2 separate regions of the Rattus norvegicus genome follow, and region 1 is linked to region 2. A link is a contact called in public Hi-C data. All regions are on one chromosome and are shown on one strand. The core of a region is the stretch at or near the end of the contact, and the rest is flanking DNA. Distances in the headings are between cores, read along the strand shown.

Evidence for each region. Hi-C and Micro-C count contacts between places; a contact is called where the count stands out from the background.
Region 1: a contact with region 2 is called in a Hi-C map of psoas muscle, with 2.5 times the contacts expected there. The contact joins two enhancer-like sites. A contact is called at or near these places in 3 of 12 Hi-C or Micro-C datasets (kidney, mammary epithelial cells and psoas muscle).

Annotation. Positions count from the first base shown.
Region 1 is chr1:196,935,546-196,941,022 of GRCr8, reverse strand. All of the region lies in intron 4 of Fam53b (family with sequence similarity 53, member B), which reads left to right. Among named protein-coding and RNA genes, the nearest start is that of Fam53b, 83 kb to the left of the region's middle. Within about 2 kb of position 2,447, at least 38 of the 93 cell types and tissues checked have an H3K27ac peak or open chromatin away from gene starts, as enhancers often do.
Region 2 is chr1:196,893,459-196,898,743 of GRCr8, reverse strand. The region is part of intron 6 of Lhpp (phospholysine phosphohistidine inorganic pyrophosphate phosphatase); the gene reads right to left. Among named protein-coding and RNA genes, the nearest start is that of Lhpp, 63 kb to the right of the region's middle. Within about 2 kb of position 3,358, at least 44 of the 93 cell types and tissues checked have an H3K27ac peak or open chromatin away from gene starts, as enhancers often do.

The DNA of each region.
Region 1 (5,477 bases), core at 1,198-3,697, 43 kb before region 2:
AATGAGTGCCTGTGCCAAGACAGGCCCTGTAGTCTGTCCCTCACTGGGATACCTCCTAGGAGGGTGGCCACAATCTCCCAGCATGAAGCAGGTGCTGGCAGGGCATTTGCTGGTTCATACGAAGGGACATTGGGAAAGCAGTAGCCCATGAAGGAAGGTAGGCACCTTCCCAGTGACAGGCCTGGTTTCCACACAGCAGGTATTTACCACCCCAGTTAGTCTGTTGGTTTCTAGAGCCTGTGATCTGGGAAGAGCCCAGAGTTTGCAGTGATGAATCAGTGGTGCTATCAGAACCCCTGAGACCCACCTCTTCCTTCAGTTCCTGTTCTCAGTCCTTGGCATCCTGGCTCCCACATAGTTTTCCAGCCAGCATTTCCTACATTCCTGAGGGTAAGGAGGCCATCCAAGCTTAAAAAGGCCCAAAGGTGAGCACTACACAAAAGTGGGTTGGACGTAGTGTTGCTGACCCTGCTTAAGAGTATATGTCAATAGCCTGTTAACCCCAGCACTCAGGAGGCAGAGCAGCTGGATCTCTGTGAGTTTGAGGCTAGCCAGAGCTACACAGTGAGATTCTGTCTATAAATAAATAAATAAATAAATAAATAAATAAATAAATAAATAAATACTAAACCCAGGAAACTACAGACTTTGTCAGCCCCAGCACAAAGGAAACATAGAAAGCTTGTCTCATGGCCTATTGTTTTGAGATGCTTGCACAGTTCTGTTGTACGAATATCTGCTTGGGGAGAAAATGGCTCCACTCAGGCAGATCCAAGGGCCAGCCTCATGCAAGGCTGGCTGGAGCCAGGCTACCCACCTGGCCTCACAGTCTGGCCTCGTCGTGGTGGTGTCTTAAGGAAGATTTGAAGTGGTCCTAAGACTCAGAACATAGAGAGGACTGTAATGTTTCTGTTTTTAATCTTTACTTATGTGTTTGTGCATGTACAGGTACACATGTGTGTGAGCGTATTCAGATTGTGTGTGTGTGTGTGTGTGTGTGTGTGTGTGTGTGTGTGTGTGTACACCCCTGTGGAAGCCAGAGGTTAGCCTTGGGTGGTGTTTCTCAGTTCCCATCCCACTTTGTATGCACTACATGTGTGTAGCAGCCTGTGGGGGCCTGAAAAGGGCATCATACCCGCCCTAGAACTGAGTTGCAGGTGGTTTTATGAACTAGCATGTGGGTATTTGGAATTAAATCTGGCATTCTGCAAGAGCAGCAGTTGTTCTTAATCACTGAGCCATCTCTCCAGCCTCCCTACCTTGTTTTTTGACAGTTCTCTGGTTTGGGCCTTAAGTTATGCTTGCTAGCCAGCGGGCCCCAAGGATCTGCATGTCCTTGGTCCCTAGCTCTGGGATTACAAGCATGCAGCACCACACCTGGCTTTTAAAAACAAAACAGAGACAAAAAACACAGGGATTATAGAGACCCAACTCAGGCCCCTGTGCTTGTGTAGCAAGCATTTTAGTGGCTGGGCCATCTCCCAGTCCTTAAAAAGAGATGCGAGCATGGCAGACTTGAAGAGTGGTGGTTGTGGAGGGACTGTACACTTTCTGTCCAGGAGAAAGCAAGCTTGCCCCTGGTGAATATAGCCTGTCACTTTCAGATATCCTCATGCGGCGTCTGTGCGTAGAACACCCTGGTTGCTCAAGGGGTGCTGTCTCCAGCAGCCATGGCTTCCTGGAAGACTCAAGGTGACTCAGGCCCAGCAGCAGCATCTGCTCAGGGCCTGACATTACTGCTCTGGACAGAACAAAAGCACTGGGGAGTAAATGCGTGACAGGCCCAGGGGTCACACATGTCTAATCTTGAGCACCATGTTTCAGTTTCAAGGAGCAGAACTTGAGTTGGGGACTAAGCAGGTGGTTGGTGGAGGGAGGCTTTTGAAGAAACCAGGTGGAGGGCAGGGGAGCCTGGCAAGACCAGGAAAGACCACGTGGAGAGGCAACACAGGAGTTGGGCTTCTGCCCCGGCCCAGGTAGCACGGCTAGCACTTCAGATGCCATTCCACTGGTTTGCAGGATAATACCTCTTCCACCTGTGACAGTCCATCTTGAGCTGGTGTCGCCTCTGTAAGGAAGCTGTCTTCCAGGCCTCCTAGCCCCCAGCCATTCTGAAAGGGGCAGCTGTAAGCAGGCAGCAGCCAAGCAAGCATTTGCTTTTGTGGGCCAAGCGACTGTTAGGTGAGACATCAGCAGACACCCTCAGCCCCAGTTTGCCTCATTGCCTTTGCATTCCTTAAAGTAGCCCAGTGAAATGTCTGGATGAAGATCAACAGTGCATTTCCCAGGTGAGGAGCCAGGAAGCAATGCCGTGAGGCAACAGAGAAGCCCAGATCCTGTGGCTGTAGAATCTGGGTGGCCTGTCCTCCTCCTCTGAGGCCCACAACAGGGTGAGAAGGATGCTGTGCCATCTGTTCTTAGGCGTACACCCCCCCACCCCCACACCAGCTGGCCTCTCTGTGTCCCCAGATGCCCACTTCTGAGTATGAGGGACAGGGCTTATGAGCTTGGGCCCTTGGCACCCAGGCAGCATTCCCTGGGGTGGGCGGGAGCTTTGCTGTCACCTGCTATGCTCAGGCTTCTGTGTCACTGCTGAGGAAACAGATGGTTGAGTCCCTTAGAAGATCTTTCTGGGGTCCTGTCACCATGCTTGGCATGTTAGCTATAGCACCTGGGGAAGAGAACAAGCTGATCCAGCACAAGGCCTTGGTAGGGCAGTCACCCTGTCCAGGCAGCAGGGCAGAGGGTATGTTGACTTGATATGCTTCCCTTGGGGGATTAGGTTTCAACTTATACCAGGAAAGCAAGGACCCAGGAGCAAGCCACCTTTATCTCTCTGCTCAGCCCAGAGCCTCCTACCGAGAGGGAAGACGTCTCAATATGTCCGTGTACCAAAAGGTCCTGCACCTGGAGGAAGATCCCTCAGTATTTTCCAGTAAGCCCAAGGAAGCTGGGGCTGGGGCTGAGCTAGAGATCCAGGCTAGAGCAACAGTGTGTGGTCAGTGGCCTCTGCTGTGACTGACTAAAGCTAACGTCGGCTTGGTTTGATAGAAAAGTGCCCTGGGAACAGCTTTGTTCTCTAATCCCTCTTGTGGACTCTAAGAGTGGGTACACTGTCTCTGGTCATTAGCTTAGGGCCATAAGGACAGTTCCCACTGAGCCTGTTGGCTGAGCAGGTCTTCTCAGTGGGCCTCAAGAGCAAAAGTTGTTGGGTGAAGCAGAGTAAGTCCTAGAGTACCAATTTCAGCGTGGAGCGATGTACTCATGTGGCCCTTTGAACTTCACCACTCTGTGCTGCCCCCAGACCTTTGAGGTACACAGGCCTCCAGGATATGGACAGGCCTGTGCAGCGTGCGTTTGTCATGGGAACAGTGTGAACTGCCTGGAGAGGGTGGGCCTGAGCATGGGTGAACTCCATGTGGAACTGCCTGAGTGTCTTACCAGGGATGGGCCGAGACTCTGGACAGCAGTCTCACTGCCCCACCGTGGCGAGCACAGCGTTCCCTGGCAGGTGGGGCGTGACACCGGATGGGACGTTAAGCGGTGGTTCTCATTTTTCACTTTGGCCAAATGACTGAATTCTGAGTCATCAAAGCTTTCCAAGTGAAACTGGCTTTGCAGGCAGGGGACAGATAGATGACTCTGAGGAATACTGGGGGTTTTCTGTGGTGGTCTGTGGTTTGTCTGGGACAAAATGCATCACCTAGACCTCAGCTTCCCACCCTGCTATGAAGAAAGAAAGTCTCATCATAGACTCTTGGGGGAGGAATGGCCCCAGGATGATCTTGGCCACCCATATTTAACAGACAGACCAACATTCAGGGGTTGAGGTAGCTTCCCTGAAGCCATGATGCCATACGAGGCTGACCCTGCTTCTGAAATGGCCAAGTGACCTTGGTATTTTTAGGTCCAGCAAATGGGTCCCGGCACTCTGCTGTGTGCTATGTCACACGCTTAACATAACTGCTAGTGTTTTCACTGTAGCAGGAGGCCCCTACAGCCAGTAACTTAGGAACAACAGAGTGGACACTAAAGAGGCTACGCCTGCTGGGGACTGCTTCCTCACAGATGGCGCCCTCTCCTTGTGATTCTTACATGACAAAGGGGGAGATGTGGTTCCTCACCCTTACACATCAACCCTCAACTCACTGGGAGCTCCAACCCATGACCTAAGCACCCACCAATGACCCCATTTCTTGATTCTTTAGACACTGACATGGATTTAGATTACACAGTCTGACCACATATGCTGTTACGTTGGCCACAGAATTGAGACCCATCAGCTACCCCTTAGGTCATCGGCTGGGCAAAACCAAGGTGAGGCAGGATGACTCCAGCAAGATAAGGAGGAGAACACAGCCCTAGAGCACCAGGGAGGGAGCTTTTCTTTTGGGATCTGTCCCAGGCCCCAGCCCTTGTTCGCTTTACAGCTCACAGAGAACAATGAGGCGTGTTCTGGCATCTGGCACAGTGGATAGATGTGATAGTCAAGTGCTGTTGGCATCACCCAACCAGAACAGTCAGAAAGCACTTGGGACCCTCAGGTGCTAACTAGACATTGCTGTTGACACTTACATGCCTGTTCAGGCAAAAAGATGCAGTACTTAGCCAGGGACGCAGGAGAGGGGGTTGAGCTCTGTGAACTCCTGAGTCCTTGACTAGTTCTTGGCCTCACCCCTAGGCTGCCTCTACCCTCGCAGCTTGGCCCAGCAAAGCATTGCCATCCTGAGCCATCTTTCTTGTGCCATGATGTCTCACTCAGCTCAGGTCAGTGGCCTGGAAGGCAGAAGGGATCTCTGAGGTGTGCCCAAGCATTGCCATGGCAATGAAGGAATGCATCCTGTGACAGGGGGTTTACTCCAGACAGCAAATCCCAGCACCAACAGGGTCTTACAGCTGGCTGGGTGGGATGGTGGTGGGGGTGGAGGGTCTCCTGGCCTGGGCCTGCTCAACCTTCTTTCCTGAAACCCAGAGCTGAGCTCCTCAGCACTTTAGCCTATTTCTTTCTCTCTTATTTATTTTTTGATATTTATTTATTAGACATTGTGGGTGTGTGTCTTTGCAGTGGTAAACTTGTGGAAGTCAGAGAACAACTTTGGGGGCGTCAGTTCTCTAGGAATTGAACTTAGGTCATCAGGCTTGGTGCATGTGTTTTTATCCACTGAGCCATCTTGTTGGCCCCTCCTTTCTTTGTTAATTGAAAGTTCCCAAGAAAAGTGAATGCGTCAGGACAGGGTCTTTTGTGGAGTGTCAGGAACAGTGCGTGTGCCTGTGACAGGCACAGCCGCCTTTCCCTAGAGAGAGCACCTTTCATCTTCTGTCTATTGAGCCTGTTTTAATAGCATGTTTGCTGTGGCAGCCAGCAGACATCTTTATTTCAAAGTGACACACAGACACTTTGGCCTTTGAAAGGATTGGGGCCCGTGGGACAGATCTGTGCCTTTCATTGGCAGGTGAGAGGCAGCAAGTTCTGTTAA
Region 2 (5,285 bases), core at 2,109-4,608:
GAGCCTGCACTTATCTGGGGACCTGATGCTGGCATGTTCTGCCCAGCAAGCTTACTCCCCTGATGCTCTTGCTTGTCTGCCAAGACTGCGTGCTGAGAGCCATGTGTCAAACATGGCTTCCTGCTCTGTGTGGCATCAGATATTTTGGCAGGCGGGTCTCATCCGCCTGTCTTTCTGGTTTCTTACTAGTACACACAGACAACGCGCACTGTTGAGTGTTGATGGAAGAGAAAGGGGCACCGGCACTGGGTCTTGGATGCCTACATGCCACTACACTGGGTTCAGGCCTGAGGCTGCCATGACCATCAATGACAGCTGCCAGGGCAGTATGGTGGCTTCAGGAGGTCAGTATACCCAGAGGTTATGAGAGAAGGTCTCTGTGTTTCCGAGGTATGGCACATAAACCAGAACCTGTCAGATTCTCAGGTCAGGGAAGTAGCTGTTTGAAGAGAAGAATCTCCTGGGTCAGGGATAGCTTCCGGAAATGCCAGTCTCACTTTCCAAATCTAAAAAAAAAAGGGGGGGTTCTGGGAGCTACAAACGTAGCTCAGCTGACAAGGGTATATGTCTAACAAGCTCAAAGCCCGGGGCTCCACAAAAACTGGACACAATGCTATTATTTCAGAAGTTGGGAGGCAGAGGGAGGAGGATCAGAATTTCAAGGCTAGCCTGGACTATATGAGGCAAAAGAGGGGAGGAGGGTTGTCCCAGTGGTCTGGATCCCAGCGTTCTAATTGAGCTTGCCAACAATGCAGAGGCCAGTGAATGAGGGAGCCACATGACCCTTGTTCACTCTGTCGAATGACACAACCCTCCCTTTCTTAATAGAAAATCAAGAATTGAGCAGTGCATCTGTCTCCAGTGGCCCGGCAAGCACACTTCAGGGAATTCATTCCTGACAAGTAATCAAAATATGCAAAAAGTCTGCAGTGAGGCCCAAGCAAAGGATGTCAGCTCCCTGGATGGGAAACATGAACCAGATGTGAGCAGGAAATTAGGAAGAGACGTGACAGGATCAATGGCTATTTTGGGAACCTTCTATAAATCCAAAGTTATTGCTAGGCACAGCATTGCACACCTTGAGTCCCAGCACTTGGGGGGGCAGAGGCAGGTGGATCTCTGTGTTGGAGACCAGCCCGGTGTATATAGTGAGTTTCTAGGATACTACCTAGAAAGTTCTGCATAGTGAGAACTTGTCTAAAAACAACAACAACAACAATAGTAATACAAAGTAATAAAGAGCATGACAGAGCACAGCTGGGATCCCAGCACTCAGGAACTCACAGTGTGGCCACCCAGTGACTGCTGCCTAGGAGAGAACAGGTTCCTAAGTACACTACAAGAACATGACAAGGCTGCTCGGTGAGCCGTGTGCCGCTGCTCTGTCAATGTATCCAATAGTTCCACGTATGGTGGGGATAGGAATTTATAATCCTAACAAGTCCATAGAAAAGACATACCATCCGGGTATTTTATTTATAAGCTATAAGCCTAGATTAGGCTGGTGTCGAGCTATGCTAACTCACACCCAAGCTATAAGCCCCTTGTTACTTGCTGTTTCTCCTGGTCATGTGGTCCTGGTCCACGTCAGTTTCCTCCCCTCTGTCTTCCTTTCCTTTTCCTCTCCTTGCAACCCCCTCACTTGAACTTGCAGTCCCACCTTCTCTCCCTCCACTGCCCAATCACAGGCTCTCACCTTCCAGTTAAATTGCTGAGAGGGTTCATATGGCAACACTCTGTGCTCATGAGGATCTGGTTGTCAGTGGCAACCACATCCTGAGAAACCAATATCATCACAATCAAGCAGCATCAGGCCGACCCGCCACAGGGTGTTCCAGACGCTGGTGATCAGTCAATTGCTCCTCCACCTCACGTTCTGAGACAGAGTCTCTCACTGAACCTGGAACTCACCAATTGGCAAGACTTGCTGGCAAATCCCAGGGAACTTCTCAGTTCTACATCTTCAGAGCTGGGATCACCAGAATGTGCCGCTGCTCTTGGCAGGAGCCTGGGTCACAAGGACAATGACAGAGAGCTTTGCTTGGGGCTGGGGTTTCCGACACCTGGCTGGCGCCATCTGAAGGGGAGCCGGATGGATGCAGGCTCTGGATGCCTACTGGGGCACACTTCTCTAGGCCTGTGCCTACTGGGGCACACTTCTCTAGGCCTGTGCCTATTAGGGTACCCTTCTCTAGGCCTGTGCCTACTGGGGTACCCTTCTCTAGCCCTGTGCCTACTGGGGTACCCTTCTCTAGGCCTGTGCCTACTGGGGCACACTTCTCTAGGCCTGTGCCTATTAGGGTACCCTTCTCTAGGCCTGTGCCTATTAGGGTACCCTTCTCTAGGCCTGTGCCTACTGGGGCACACTTCTCTAGGCCTGTGCCTACTGGGGCACGCTTCTCTAGGCCTGTGCCTATTAGGGTACCCTTCTCTAGGCCTGTGCCTACTGGGGTACCCTTCTCTAGGCCTGTGCCTACAGTGAAGAATGGAGCCCTGACGTGAGAAGCAGGACCCTGCTCCTGACCAGTATGGGGAAAGACAGTGGAAAGGGTCAGTATGGTGACGATGAACTTAGACTGGCAGACCTCTTCATAGCTGCTCACCAGACTGCCTCCTTCATACAAGTGAGGAGCAACTGCCCACCTCACACAATTGAGCTCTGAGGGCATCCTATCAACCCTGCACAGAAGACAGGACTAAGCAGCTGTATATTGTTCCTGAGGATGGGACCCCTGCTTTGACACACTGGCTGGTTTTCATGGTATAAACGTTTCCATGGTGGATGTTCCAAGGTGGGAATGAACCATGACTCTGAGGAACCAGGAGGAAGGACAGTACCACCAAGCTGCTTCCAGTACCCTCAGACCCACAACAGTCATCCACACTGTTTAGATCACCAGGGAGGGCAAGCAGAGCAGGAATGACCTCCCTGGTCTCCAGCTTAATGGCCTCTGGGAGACAAGAAAGTGGCTTGTCCCCCGGGAGGCACGGATAAGCCCTACTGAGTGTAAGCCCTACTGAGTGTAAGCCCTACTGAGTGTAAGTTGCTTCTGGGACCCGGCCACTCTAACCAGACTGCTGGCATAGAGAAGGTGCCAAGAACTAGAGAGTATTCAACATGGTAGTCATCTCGAGGATCTGTCCCCTTGGGGTAAGAGGAGAAGGTGCGTCTGGGGCCAGGGCAGACTGGGAATCTCTGTGCTCAGCCACACCTGTCCTTGGGCCTCTTTCACTGAGATACCAGAGGGTGGCATGGTAACTACCCACAACAAACACTGCACAGCTGCCAAGGCTGGAGCTCCAGGCCACCCAGGGACAGGATGGGCCTCGGAGCCTGGTAACCGGGCCCTCTGAGGACAGCAGAGGTCGCCCTCAGCTTTGTTGCCTTGGCTTCTGAAGGCAGAAGGGTTTCTCTCCTTCACTCTTGGAACCAGCCCATGCAGCCAGGAGTCAGCAGGACTGGCTGTTTGCCTTCCTCCTTAGCTGTCTCCTGACCTTCGGGCAAGGTCTCGGTGGCCTACTGAGACAATGAAGGGGATGCTTCAGCCTGGGTGTGCCCACCGACCTCTCGCCGGCTCCCTCCCTTCTTGCTTCCTTGTTACTGCTGAGGTTGCCATGCAGCCCACACAGCCTCCTCCATACAGATTCCCATCAGCAAACCTGGCAATGCTGTATCCTCAGTCCCCAAAGCTCACACGTTCAGAGTGATGGGCTGCATATCTAGGTACAGATTTAAACTAGTACCCCGAACCAAGCCATAACCCTAAATGAAACCTGCAGCAGAGAGAGACATGCTGGCGGTTATATTTGGGGAGATTACAGCTTGCACATAGAGTCCCAGGGTGCCTGTACTTTTTGTTAAAACATTTTCTTCTTTCTTTTTTAAGAAAAAGAGGTCATGAATTTGAGAGAGTATAAAGGGTGGGGTGGACACAACAGCGGGTAGAGGAAGAAAAGAGGAGAAAATGATGCAATTACATTTTAATTTAATAAATACCTAAGGTTTTTTTTTTAATTTATTGGGCAGTACATATGTCATAGAGCCCATGCCAAGGGTCTGTGTGGAGGTCAGAGGACAGCTTTTAAAAAAGAAAATGGTTCTCTCTTTCTACCATGTAGGTCCTGGGATCTATAACTCAGGTTGTCAGGCTTGGCAGCAATCTCCTTTACTGAATAAGCCATCTCACTGACCCAAGGTTCTTCATTCTTTTATAGACTCCCACAAGGGAGGATGGCTCTCACTTCTGCAGGCAGATACAGAACAAGCAGGCAGGCAAACAAAACCCTCCAGTGTAGCCAAAAGGTACTGCAAACCTGGAAACTCCCCACCTACACAGTTTCTCAGCAGGCTACAGGCTGTGGAGAGCAAGGGCTGCACGGACAAAGTCTCTTCACAGCCTCAGGTTGGTCTCACCTGATGCTCATGGAGAGCAGTGCAGGGTACTAGAGACGTGTGGAGGAGGGCACAAGTCAGACTGCAGGGTGACGGCACTGTGTGGGACCAGCACTGTCTCCTATGACAGCTGTGGCCTGGCTCAAGTGTTCTCTGGTCTGGTGCCTGATGGGAGGACAGGCTGGAACAGGGTGTGTCAGGGGAGTCAGGGCAGAGCCCAGCAGTGCACCAGTCACGAGTTCTCCCACAGCCTGGCAGGCAGGTCAGGCCTTCCAGCCCAGAGCACCTGCCAAATGGCTTCCCAGGCCACTGTGCACCCGAGCGGTCCTCTGAGAATGGCCAGGTGGCTTCCTTTCCCAATACCCAACCTTTTCCTTAATAAACAATAATGTAGCTCTACCAAACTCTGGAAACAGGAAAAAAAACTCTCCATGATTCCACAGTGCTGGGCATAGCTCCCAGTCCAGAATCACCTGTACTAATCCACCTCCCACTGGGGAAGCAGGGCTGGTGTCCAGCATTCACTCCCAGCAGATACTCCATAAATGTCCGTATGAAGGACGCCAACATCCATGTCCAGACAGACAGCTGACTCCAAGCCCCTACCTCTGCACCTCTGAGACTCCCTCCCCAACTTAGCATGTGTTCAAGGCCTATCGTTAGCATCTACCTTGGGTTACTGAAGCCTTCTCTTTAGTACGCTACAAGCAAAGGTTCCTTTCTTTCTTGATATACTATCAGTAAACTTCCCAAGATATGTGTCAATTCACCCGGAGTTGTAAGAAATCTGTTACTCAATCCCCGCTAACAGCAGCATGTTGCTGGCAAAGTCAACATGCTGACCTCCATCATCGCCAGGGCTCTCCACGTGGTGTCTTTGTTTACATAGTTG